Linked DNA regions of Mus musculus: region 2 is linked to region 1. The links are chromatin contacts, called in public Hi-C maps. All regions are on one chromosome and are shown on one strand. The core of a region is the stretch at or near the end of the contact, and the rest is flanking DNA. Distances in the headings are between cores, read along the strand shown. Region 1 overlaps Gm36743 (a long non-coding RNA gene). Region 2 has its middle 56 kb from the start of Bmper.

Region 1 (2,642 bases), core at 76-2,575:
AACAAATAGCTGATAAATATGTGAACTGTTCAACATTCTTAGCTACCTGGGAAATGCTACATGGAGAACCCATTTCACCCTAGGCCAAGGGTAAAGTCTAGAAGATAAGAAGCAGCACAAGCTGGTGAGGACGCTGGGTTGGGGAGGAGCCGCTGGTGGGCATGTGAACTAGTGCAGCTGCACTGGAAACTGGTACAGAGGCTCCCTCAAAAAACTAAGAATAGAACTACCATGTGATCCAGCCACACTGTGATCCAGCCACACTGTGTGATCCAGCCACACCGTGTGATCCAGCCATACTGTGTGATCCAGGCACACTGTGTGATCCAGGCACACCACAGGCTGAATAGAACTACCATGTGATCCAGCCACACTGTGTGATCCAGCCACACTGTGTGATCCAGCCACACCACAGGCTGAATAGAACTAACATGTGATCCAGCCACACTGTGTGATCCAGGCACACTGTATGATCCAGGCACACCAACAGGCTGAATAGAACTACCATGTGATCCAGCCATACCATGTGATCCAACCACACTGTATGATCCAGCCACACTGTGTGATCCAGCCACACTGTGTGATCCAGGCACACCAACAGGCTGAATAGAACTACCATGTGATCCAGCCATACCATGTGATCCAGCCCTACCACTGGCTGTTCACTGGATGGAATCTAAGATCTCGACAGAGATGCCTGACACACATCAACAGAGGCCCTTTTACTGCATCTTCACTGTCATCATTGCTAGGAATGAGCAGAGAATATGAATGACTTTTCTTTTCACATCATCACTGGCACTGAATAACCTGCTGGTGTTTGCTGATCTGGTAGATTACGTCTCTTGGTTATGTGTCTGGCAAGTTTGCCAGTCATCTGTTTGGCTTTCCTCTGCTTGCTTATCTATGCTTGGATTGTTATCTTTCATTTACGTTGCAAATATATTGCCCAATTTGCTATTGTTATATTAATTTTTGTGGTAGTTTTTTTACTTCGTAGAACTTTTAACTTCTTGTACATTCAGATGGTTAAATCTATCAAATATTTAAACTAAAATTGTTAGCTTTTGCTGTTGAATTCTGTTCAATTAAAACTTGCCGTTACGTGTGCTGTGCGAAAGAACATTAGGGGTATAAGTAACAGTCAACTTTGTCTCAGGGGAAACTGGAAATTTAGTTTTGGGACAAGATAGATAAAACTATAGTCAATAATATAAGCTGTCCACGATGAGTGTCAAATATTTGGCACAGTACTAGGTGATTTCATGTTTGCTGCCGGGAAACAGAGAGCAGAGAGAACCAGGGGCTGCTGAGTCCATGACTGGATCAGCCAGATGACTCATGGCAGCATAGGATGTCAGGGCCGGAACGGCCTGGAGAACGACTACTCCGATCTCTGCACATGGAATAAGCATTCTGACTTAGCAGTGACTGAGCTCCTACCCACACGATAGCTGCACTGTCAGTCCCACCAAAGGCTCTCCAAGGTGACGTGGGCTAGCTACCTCAGGCTGTGTTCACTCCAGGTTCTCAACACTGAGAACAGTTGTCACTCAGCCTACTACAGTTCCATTGAACCTGCTAGTGCCAACACCAGAGTCCCATTGCTGTGAGTGGGGTCCCGGGGTACAAAGGCAATCAAGGCTGAGGGACTTGTCAGATGTGCTCCTTGGCTCAAACTCTTTCTCTCTGACTGGGGCTCTAGGTCTTAAGAGAGTAGGTTTCTATGTGGGACCTTCCCTTTGATCTGAATGTTGGGATTCTACTCTCTTCTTTATTTCATACAGCCATTGAACAACAGCTTCTTAATTGTATGGCTCCTTGTCAGTGTTTGATTGTTTTTTTACCATAAGAGTTTCCAAAGCACCTGGAACTCAGGGTACTCTCCCTAAGAGTGAGGGCAGGAAGTCAGGCATGGCAGTTCATCTGACAGCAGGAAGAAGGCTAAGGCAGGAGGATCACTGGGTATTTGAGAATAACTGAACTTACAGAGTGAGTTCCAGTCTAACCTGTGATACAGAATGAGACCCAGTTTTGGACAAACAAACCCAAATAAAAACAGGAAGTAACAGCAGGATCTGTTAACTGGTGGGGCAGCTCGGTAGCACTAAGGGTGCCTTCTCTATCATCTTTGCCTTCTTTTGATTTCAAAATAATTATAGATCACAGTAAACTGTAACAAAAGCAGTGCAGAAAAAGCCCAGGAGCCTAGCACCCAGCTTCCCCCTGCAGTGATGAAATGAGAACTTTGATTGGCTCAAGAGCATCAGGCACCTTGTGGATGCTGTTCCCATCCTTCAGCCTCAGGCACGCGCTGTATGTTCGGTGCTTTCTGTGCTGTAGATTCACATGACCGCAGATCTAGCTCTGGAACCGCTCCAGCGGCCCAGGAACTGCTCACCAAAGACACCGCTTCCAGCAGGACTCAGGTTACCTGTCTTCCATCTCTACAGTGTTCCCTTCATCTACGGGCAGTGGTTCTCAACTCCCACAGGGGTATCCTAAGACCATTGACAAACACAGATATTTACATTACCATTCACAACAGTAGCAAATTACAGTTATAATTAGTGACAAAGGTAGTTCTATGGTTGGGGCTCACAACAACGTGAGGAACTGTATTAAATGACTGCAGCACCAGG
Region 2 (2,642 bases), core at 93-2,592, 140 kb after region 1:
GTAGAAAGCTCTGAGTTTTGGACAAGGGCTCCAGGCTCCAATACAGAACAGCATCATGGAAGCTTTGGCACACAGAATTCTGTAGCTTTGTCAATGTCCTTCTGATGAGATTCAGCCAGGTATGTGCTGAGCCCTGGGGACATCTTATCACATGGCTCTTCAACTTTGTCACATTCATTCATTCCTCTAGTGTCTGTCCCCTTCCCTGGGATCTGGAGAGGCTAATACTCTAATAAGCTCATCGGTGCCTTCACCAGGCACCTGGTAAATGGAATAGCATTGTTCTGAGGCACTGTTGGTTTTGTTTCAACTCATTTAACTTTTCTGTAATTCTTTTTCCTTATTCTCTCATTTACCGGGAGAGCATCACTGCCCCTGTTCCCAGTGGCTATCACATGACTCCTGAAATATCACTCTGGGACACACATTTCTGATTCTCTTGTATATGAAATCAGGGCAAATGAAAAGGAGGAAGAAAGAGAAAAATTGTGGGATTTGCTTGGGGGCACACTTTTGATATTAAGAATGTGAAAGCTGAATTTGGTTTTTCTAACATTTGTTTTGGAAAGGATGTAAATGGTTGAATCTAACATGCTTTTAATACATTAGAGGAAGTTTTCTGAAAGAAGTTCCTCATATTGAAAGTGAAAAGGGTTTAAAAGTATATTTTTCAAATATACTTTGGGCTATTTCAAACACTGTTGGCTCCATACCAGATTCTGAGTGGAAAGGGACACCTCTGGGCTCCAAAAACCTTCCATGAACATGTCCCATGTCTGGATTTCTAATACCAATCTGCCCTGACTTTACTATTCATCTTCTACTCTTTGTCTTGAAGGAAGACCACTTGTGCATGGGTCAAGGGGTCAATTCCAAGGTTATGTCTTAAGTTACGGGAAGTAGTGCTCATATTCCCTCTCGTTCCCGGTCATTGTCATGTTCTGGGCTAAGCATGTGCCCAAGAATCAAGGGAGTGATCTAAAAGGCTGGCATATGGCTATGTTCAGCTGACCTGAAACCAATTATGAGATTTTTAAAAGTTTTTAACAGATCAGAGAGAAATGAAGGAAATTTCAAAGTCAGGTTCTTGCTGCTCATGCAGAGTGCCTGGTATGTGTGGGTACCTGCCAGAATCTCATGCCAGAGCTGGCACTCAGAGAGCCTTTTTCCTGCCATTGTCCTAATCTGGGTGCTTCAGGGTCCCTCTGAGTCTGTCTGTATGCATGTCTGGTCTTCTTCCTCACATCCACCCTCTGCTTCTATTGGTAATAAACATTGTTCTGCTTGCCCTCATGGCCTCCTTTCACAGCGCCGTAAAGGAAGCCAGGAGGAGAAGATGAGTCATCTTTTCTTTTAGATCTCTCATAGCAGTTCTACTCATTCTTGGATTACACCAAGCCAGGGATTTGATGTAGGCAGTGAAGAAACTGAATCCATTTAAGGATGGAGGCTAGAGAGAGCATTGATTAGGAAAACCTCTAGAATCCAGGGGTGTTTGTTTGTTTGTTTGTTTGTTTATGCTTTACCTATCTCTGAAATCCCCTACCTCTAAAAAGATAAAGGCTTCAGGCCACCAGTATGGCTCTTTTCATTAGTTTTAATTACTTTTACTCTTTTTTTTTCTTCTCCTGCTGAACAAATTCTCCATAAAGGTTATTCAGGTTAATACTTAAAAGTATGTTCAAAGTGCTGAGTTATAGAGGTTTACAAAATGACCAGTACTCATGTGACAGGAGCCGGCCCCCAGATGGACTGTATCTTGAACTTGCATTTGTACCGAATGAATCAGTTCCCCACAGAAGAGAGTAGGAGGAAGTGCCACAGAGGAGAGAGTATTGGTCATCTCTTGCTTGTTTAATGGCTCTTGGCTGCATCTCACTCCAAATCCTATCGCTCTTGGATGACATCCTTTCTGAGAATAAGATGTAGCAATGCGTAGAAGGAAGATGAGGTTGGGATGGGATCCAAATGCCATTCTTTTGAAGTCTCTCTGGCTGAATTAGTTCTGGGATCAGGCAGGGAAATATAATAACTGAAGTGAAGAACTTTTCCATTTAACATAAACAAATTTAATTAGAAACTGTGGAGACGCTGTTCTGGGCCAGATACTGACCAGGTGCATGGGATATGGAGATGAAAGATGAGCAGTTTCTGTTCTCGGGAACTTGGATGTCTGTGATAGCTTCCAAGAGTGGGTGTAATAAATTTATGATAAATCACTTCACACTAGGGGTGGTATGTGGCTTGAAGGAGGTGACAGAAAATTGCTGTGTCATTCTAGGCACTACACACTCTTTAACTCTGAGTACAAAGGCAGTCTGCCACCCGTTGATCCTGGAGGTTAGCCAATGAATGAATTTGAGAGTCATGGAGAGAGTCAGGAGTAACAGGTGTGAGAAGACAGGACCAAAGCAAAAGGAAGGGACGAGACAGCCTGAAAGGCCACAGATTCGGAAAAGTGTAATAGACAGACTGGGGCAATCTGGGTGGCTTTTTTCCTTTAATCATCATCTAGGTCTTAGATGATTCTAGGGCAAAATAAGAAGACAAAAGATGACGTAGCTTTTTGTTGTGTGTCTGTCTAAAGTTTAAAACACTGTTTTGATGAAAATTATTTATTTTAGAACTGTCTTTTTGGTTTA

The links. Hi-C and Micro-C count contacts between places; a contact is called where the count stands out from the background.
Region 2: a Hi-C map of muscle stem cells shows a contact between it and region 1, with 2.4 times the contacts expected there. The contact joins two enhancer-like sites. A contact is called at or near these places in 1 of 15 datasets of contacts at CTCF or cohesin (the NIH/3T3 cell line), 9 of 484 Hi-C or Micro-C datasets (the C2C12 cell line, the HL-1 cell line, the N1E-115 cell line and 4 more), 2 of 115 datasets of contacts at active chromatin or transcription factors (embryonic stem cells and fibro-adipogenic progenitors) and 1 of 9 other capture datasets (embryonic stem cells).

The regions. Positions count from the first base shown.
Region 1 is chr9:23,024,131-23,026,772 of GRCm38.p6, forward strand. The region is part of intron 1 of Gm36743 (a long non-coding RNA gene); the gene reads left to right. Among named protein-coding and RNA genes, the nearest start is that of Gm36743, 29 kb to the left of the region's middle. Within about 2 kb of position 1,326, at least 27 of the 459 cell types and tissues checked have an H3K27ac peak or open chromatin away from gene starts, as enhancers often do. A contact at or near this core is called in the N1E-115 cell line, adipose-derived mesenchymal stem cells and muscle stem cells, where this site is marked.
Region 2 is chr9:23,166,044-23,168,685 of GRCm38.p6, forward strand. No RefSeq gene overlaps it. Among named protein-coding and RNA genes, the nearest start is that of Bmper, 56 kb to the right of the region's middle. Within about 2 kb of position 1,343, at least 53 of the 459 cell types and tissues checked have an H3K27ac peak or open chromatin away from gene starts, as enhancers often do. A contact at or near this core is called in the N1E-115 cell line, adipose-derived mesenchymal stem cells and muscle stem cells, where this site is marked.